Linked DNA regions of Oryctolagus cuniculus: region 2 is linked to region 1. Evidence: chromatin contacts called from public Hi-C data. All regions are on one chromosome and are shown on one strand. The core of a region is the stretch at or near the end of the contact, and the rest is flanking DNA. Distances in the headings are between cores, read along the strand shown. Region 1 has its middle 170 kb from the start of GADD45G. Region 2 has its middle 390 kb from the start of GADD45G.

Region 1 (3,487 bases), core at 491-2,990:
AGAAGTCAGCACGTGAAGACAGGTGCACGAAACAGCAGAGGAAGCAAAGACCAACTAATGGGATGACTCCTTTCAGTGAAGGATCAATAAACACTTGTTGGGGCAACCTGTGACAACAGTATCCTACAGGGGCGCTGATTTGAGTCCCAGCTGCTCCACTTCCAATCCAGCTCCCTGCCAATGCACCTGGGAAAGCAGCAGAAGATGGCCCAAGCACTTGGGCCCCTGCACCCACATGAGAGACCCAGCTGGGGTTCCTGGCTCCTGGCTTTGGCCTGGTCCAGCCCTGGCTGTTGCAGCCATTTGGGGAGTGAATCAGCAGCAGACAGAAGATCTCTGTGTCTTCCTCTCTCTCTGTCACTCTGCCTTTCAAATAAATAAGTAAATCTTTAAGGGAAAAAAAAAAAAGAAACACATGAATGCAGTGTTTAGAGAAAAATACATCAGTCCTGCACATTCACGTTACAAAACAAAAATTACTATTTTTCAGAGTTGGACCTACTCGACTGTGGAATGGATTATCTAGGTAAGCACACATTTGAAATATTGGCTTCAACAGAAATAGGAAACCCAATAATTCAATAACCATACAAGCAATTGCAGAAGTGATTAAAAAACTTCCCAGACCCCCCAAATACCTTCTTCAGGGAGTTTTTATGTGGAAAATTTTGAAAATTTTCAAGGAAGCAATAATTCCAACACACACACACTTTTCTAGAACCCAACAAAGAAAGCAAGCTTGCAGATTCTTTTTTCTCAAGGCTAACAAAAGGCTGAGACCGAAATGTTAACTAATGTGAAACAGAAGTCAGACCATAGGAAAGCAGTGTCAGGATCCTAATAAAGGATTAGCACATGCGGTCCTACAGGGCCTTGGAAAGAGAACACTCCATGGCCAAGCTGGGCTCCTTCCAGAAATGCAAAATCAGCTCCGGGTTAAGAAATCTGTTTATGTAACTCACTGTGTGGGTCAGGGTTCAGTTACCAAAGCCCAGTAGAGCACGGCAGAGAGGGGTTACGGACAGGCTGTGCATGGCTCCCGGATGCCGGGGCAGGGATGGGGTCGCAGAGCTGCAGCTCTGAGCCTCTCTGCGCAGGGTCAGCGAGGGGGTGCCCGTCCGCCCCCACGTTCCCCGGCCAGGGCAAGCCTCTGACTCCCCCACCCCACCCCACCCCGCATGGCGCCTGTTGCAGAAAGCCACGCCCCTCGGACGCGCTGTGCTCCAGCGGCAGGGCAGCGTGTCCTTGCTGAGGTCGGTCCCACGGGTGCTCTCCAGCTTGCCCATCGGTAGCCACCGTCTGGAGCCTGCACCCTGCCCCGCTCCGCCCTTCTCAGACAAGTCAGGGCGTCCACCATGCTGCAGAAAGGGTGACGCGCATGCGTAGCCTCCCCAGCACTGCAGGCCACGGCATGGGATTGCGCAAATCCAAATCAAATCCAGAAGCCTGGCTGCAAAGAGCTCCGAGACGTGCCTGGTGGCTTTCCCATGCCCTGCCCAGCAGGATGGGGTGCGTGCGGGTGCTGAGTTGTCACATCCATCCCACTCCCCTCCGGCTTCCCACCTCCTCACCCGCCACTCCCACAACCACAGCGCTTCCCTTCCACTCGGGCCGGCAGCAGCCTACTCCCGCTTCCTGAATGCAGCTCCCTACGTGCAAGAGGAGACTCGGCACCGTAAGTCTCACTATCTCTGAGCGATGGCCACACCACAGCTTCTTCTGCAGAAATCCAAAAGGCTCGGTTAGCACCATGACCTACAGGAGCGCCTCCTCAAGAGACAGCAGGATCTCTAGCCGGGCGTCCTCACGAGTGACATCGAGTGGCAATCCCTGACGTCCCACTGTGATGTCCAGGGAGGACGGGGCAGCCTGGAAGTCCAGCCACCTTCTCAATGGCACCCAGCTGCCGGGAGCTGATCCAGCAGACGATGCTGGCTGCAAGCAGGTGAGCAGATGTGCAGGTCCCTGCGAGGGGAGGCTGTGGTGCTGTTGGCCGAGGCCACCCGAAGGCGTGGGGAAAGCAGCCTGGTCCTGCAGCAGCTCCTGCCTCATAGTCGAGGGAACCTGGGCTTTGGGTTCACCAAGGAAGACCTGGCTGAGATCAAGGAAATGCTGCTGGCCAGCACGGTGCCAGCTGCTGCCCATGCCGGTGCCACTGCCCCCTGTGAGGCCACCGTGCCAGCGCAGAACACTGGGCTGGGGCTGAGAAGACCTCCTTTGTCCAGGCGTCGGGCATCACCACAAAAATCTCCAGGGCCACCACTGAAGTCCTGAGCGATGTGCAGAAAATAAAGGCTGGAGACAGGGACCGGCGATGTGGTGTAGCAGTTGAAGCCTCTGCCTGCAGTGCCGCCATCCCATATGGGCGCTGGTTCAAGTCCCGGCTGCTCCATTTCTGATCCAGCTCTCTCTATGGCCTGGGAAAGCAGTGGAGGATGGCCCCAGTCCTTGGGCCCCTGCACCCATGTGGGAGACCCAAGTGGAGTTCCTGGCTCCTGACTTCTGTCTGGCCCAGCTCTGGCCATTGCAGCCATTTGGGGAGTGAACCAGAGGATGGAAGACCTCTCTCTCTGTCTTTACCTCTCTCTATGACTCTACCTCTCAAATAAATAAATAATCTTTAAAAGCAAAGACTGGAGACAAAGTGGGAGCCCACAAAGCCACCACGCCGCACAGGCTGAACATCTTCCCTTCTCCCCGGGCTGATCGTGCAGCAGGTGCTGCAGAGTGGCAGCATCTACAATCCCGAAGTCCTGGACATCCCGGAGGAAACTCTGCACTCCGGCTTTCTGGAGGGAGACTGCAACATTGCCACTGTTTGCTTGCAGACTGGTTATCCGACTGCTGCATCTGTACCCCGTTCCTTCATCAGTGGGTCCAAGCAGGTCCTGGCTTTGTCTGTGGAGGCTGAGTACACTTCCCACTTGCTGGAAAGGTCAAGGCCTTCCTGGCTGACCCGTCTGCATTCGTGGCTGTGGCTCCTGCTGCTGCTGCTGCTGCTGCTGCTGCTGCTGCTGGAGCCCCAGCCAAGGTTAAGGCCAAGGAAGACTTGGAGGAATCGGACAAGGATACAGGATTTATTCTCTTCTACTAATCACCAAAAAGCAACCAACGCAGCCAGCTGTATTTGCAAAACAAGAAAATACATTCTTCCTTCTCTTAAAAAGAGCAAAAAAGAGAGACAGCAGGGGAGAGCTGGTTCGCTTTTATAGCAACATAAGCCAGATAATAAGGGAATATGTACCTGAACCAATGCTAAGGTTAGCTGTTTTCTAGAGACCACTGTTGCCATGAGATAGATGACAGACAGATTCGATGGTTAGGTAGAACTACATGATAGGTAGGTAGATAGATATATAATAAACTCCTATACACTAGCTTGTTGTTATTATGTATATATGTGTAGCTACTTACTGAGACGGAATTCACATACCATATCATTCACACACTTTGAAACAATTCAGTGCGTTCTACCCTATTTTTAGTA
Region 2 (3,487 bases), core at 310-2,809, 220 kb before region 1:
GTATACTCATGAGTGGGTATAGTCTTGTATGGTGTGCTTATGTCGTGTGTACAGGCACTGCATACAGTTCATGTGCGCACACACGTGTGGCGTGCGTATTGTGTGTTCCTGGTGTTTGTGTACATGTGTGTGCAGTGTTTACCCATGTTGCCAGCTCTGGGTATGCATGTATATTGCGTGTGGTGTATTGAACGTAGAGTGATTTGTGTGTATGATGTGTGTACGCATGCATGTACCGTGGCATGTCTGGGTGTACACGTGTATGCGCGTGCTGCATGTATACGTGTATATGTGTGCATACACAGGTGAGAAGCACAGGTATGTGAGGCAGCAGGGCAGCCCAGGGCCACCTTTCTAAGGAGAGGCTGGGTGGGGGAGGAGCTGCCCAGGTAAGAGCTGGGGGATCCCTAGCAGCAGGTGCTCTCCTGCTGCGCAGAGGAGCCACCCCCGGGGGCGGGGGCAGCAGCGGCCGGCCCACCTCCCCCTTCCTCATCCCCACTTCCCTTTAGGGTGAACGCCTGGGGCTGTGCCTTCTGTTCATGGGCAGTGCCCTCTGGGGGTTGGGCTACTCCTTTTCTCCTTCCCAGCCCTGTGCTCTCTGTCATGGCCCGTGAGGGAGCCCCGAGTCTTGCCTCGAAGTCTCAGTGCAGAAAAGAGCTACTGACTGCACACCAGTAGGGGTGTGGGGGCAGGGAAGAGGGCCCTGGCAGCCGGCAGGAGCTACCAGAAGCAGTTTCTCTCTCCTCTCTCTCTCTCTCTCCTCCTCCCTCCTTCCCTCCCCCCCCCCCCCATTGGGAGCCAGGAAGGCCATTGTTCCTTTGTTGATCTTCTTTGGAAGACAATGGAAAATCTTGCCTAATCTCTTTGCCTGGAGCATCTGATAAGAAAGTTCTGGGAGGAGCTGATAATGGAGTTCTTTCAGATTAAAGCTCCCAGACGTGCAGGCACACCCCATGTCCATTCCCTTAACAGAGTGGGAGGGCATTAGGAGAATGCAGTGAGACAGGGCAGAGTGTCTGGGCAAGCTTCCTTAGGGGGAGCGCAACAGAAGGGCTCGCCTGCGGGTTTCCAGCCGCGTTTCCCGGGAGCAGGGGGCAGTGGCTCCTCCATTCCAGTGACAGGTGCTCTCCCCATGCCCTTCCAGCAGCCCCGAAGAGTGCCGCCTGGACCTCAGAGCGCCCTGGCAGCTCTGCCGATTGTACCACCAAGGATGGAAAGCCAAGAGTGCAAGCTGCCGCCCCTCCGCCGGCTCCCCTGCCAAGAGCCTCCCTCTCCTGTCTCCAGCCTGCCCAGGGCTCCTCTGCCGGTGCCTGTCTGCCGCTGTCCCCCCTGGGGCTCGGGGACCGTGAGACAGTGTGCAACGCAGACTCCCTGCCTGAGCTGGGTGTCAGCACTTGCCAGTTCTGCTGGGAACATGGAGAAACTTGCCCCGGGGTGACCTCGCTGTCCCATCCCTGGCCTCGGGTGTGCAATTGTTTATTTCCCAGCCTGGGAGACAGCCCTGAGCTCACTCACCCACATTCTGGGCTGGGGCACACTGTACCTACGGTGCCCTTTTCCCTTAGAACAGGCCTGCTGCTGCCAATGTTCTTTCAGCGACGTGCCCCACTGTCCACAGGCTGCGCACAGCCAGGGCTGGAGGGAGGCGGTGACCTGTGACCTTGGCTCTGCAAGGCCGCTGGGCTGCAGCCGGTGCACTTAACCTTCGTCCTTAATGATTTGCGTCATGGGCCATGTCTATCTGATTTCCTCTCCCCTCCCCAGGTTCAGACTGCAGGTGAGATCCTCTCACTTGGACACCTCCGAATTCACGGAGCCACTGATACTATTTTTAGCAGAAGGCAAGCTGGTTCTCCCAGAAAGGTAGCTCCTGCCCGGCAGCCTCCCAGGGCTGCCCAGGGATCGCTGACGCGGATGCGGATCGGCTGCAAGGGTTTCTCTCGGAGGCAGACACCTGTCTCCAGAAACTGTACTCACCTGGGATCAAAGACCAGCCAGGTCTGCTGAACTCCAAGTTCAGATGAGCAGCACCCGATGCAGGCTTGCTACCTGGTCAGGCATTGCTGGAGGCATTCGCGCCTCCTCCAGGGTGTTGTATCTTCAATGTTAAACCACAGAGCAGGCGCCTGAGATGTGGCATGGCAGGTGAAGCCACCGCCTGCAGAGCCAGCATCCCATGGGGGCACCTGTTCAAATCTCAGCTGCTCCACTTCCCATCCAGCTCTCTGCTGTGACCTGGGAAAGCAGTAGAAGATGGCCCAAGTCCTTGGGTCCCTGCACCCACGTGGGAGACCTGGAAGAAGTTCCTGGCTTCAGATCAGCACAGCTCCAGTGTTGTGGCCATCTTGGGAATGAACCAGTGGGTGGAGGACCTCTCTCTCTGCCTTTCAAATAAATAAATAAATCTTAGAAAAAAAAAAAAAAACACAGAGCGGAGCCCATTCAAACTTCTGTCCACCATCCGAGCAAAGGAATCCCAGAGAGGCAGTGGATTTGCAAGGCGACGGAGTACTGATTGGTTTCGAACGAGATTGGCACTTTTCTCCCTCTGAGATGGTGTAGGTGACTGTATACGCTGAATGGACCCAGGGCAGTGTAGGAAACATACAAGGCTTCTTTCAGACAAACCACAGATAATGAGCATAAAAAGATACTGTCTCCTTCCCTTCTTGTGCAGGTTTGTTTCTGCCCTTGCAAAACAATGATAATGTGTTAATAAATAATAATAGTATTCATGTGACCTACTGTGAGTAATGGAGAGAAAGGGTAGGCAGATGTGCCCCCAGCACAGCGGCAGTGCACCTGCCAGCCTCCCTGGCCTACACCAGGGCATTGCTGGCCCAGCAAGGTGTCTCTCACAAACAGGGCCCCAGCCTGCACATAACCAAGGGCTCGGCGGGGCATGTGCAGATCTGCCTTGATTTGAAGTCATTGCTGTTCAACATTAAATACAAGATCTAAGGTACAACGGATATTCACGGTGTATTCTTACTGGAAGGAATAATTGCCATGAAGGCAGAGGCAGCAGGCAGTGACAGGTTCCCCAAGAGTTTACTAAATGTCTTTATGCACCGCTCCTCTGCGCATGTCCACAGACGATGGGAGGAGGAGGACCTGGGGCAGGTGCAGGGAGCACCTGTCAAGCCTGCGTCTCCGAGGACAGCGGGGCAGCAGTTGGGCTCACTGGCCACGGACGGCGAGGAGCCGGTCAGCACTGCTCTCTGAGCTGTGGCTAATGAGCTCCTGGTGGAGGGACTGTGGGTTTCAGAGCATGTGCCTTGACAGATGGGGTGGCCTCAGCAAGGCGGGGGTGCACTTGGACCTGCCAATCACTGGCTCCAGGCCTTGGGGAGAGACAGAGAAATTGATGGAGAGCAAGCGAAAGCACTTTTCAACACAGGCTGGCCTTGACCCACGAGAGACCCTCTCCAGGCCTCGGACCAGCTCTTGGATGCCTCCGGTGGGGGAAAACTCTTCCCCTTGGGCT

The links. Hi-C and Micro-C count contacts between places; a contact is called where the count stands out from the background.
Region 2: a contact with region 1 is called in a Hi-C map of an unstated tissue, with 2.2 times the contacts expected there. The contact joins two enhancer-like sites. A contact is called at or near these places in 2 of 6 Hi-C or Micro-C datasets (embryonic fibroblasts and an unstated tissue).

The regions. Positions count from the first base shown.
Region 1 is chr1:138,497,229-138,500,715 of mOryCun1.1, reverse strand. No RefSeq gene overlaps it. Among named protein-coding and RNA genes, the nearest start is that of GADD45G, 170 kb to the right of the region's middle. Within about 2 kb of position 1,740, at least 3 of the 8 cell types and tissues checked have an H3K27ac peak or open chromatin away from gene starts, as enhancers often do.
Region 2 is chr1:138,717,608-138,721,094 of mOryCun1.1, reverse strand. No RefSeq gene overlaps it. Among named protein-coding and RNA genes, the nearest start is that of GADD45G, 390 kb to the right of the region's middle. Within about 2 kb of position 1,559, at least 3 of the 8 cell types and tissues checked have an H3K27ac peak or open chromatin away from gene starts, as enhancers often do.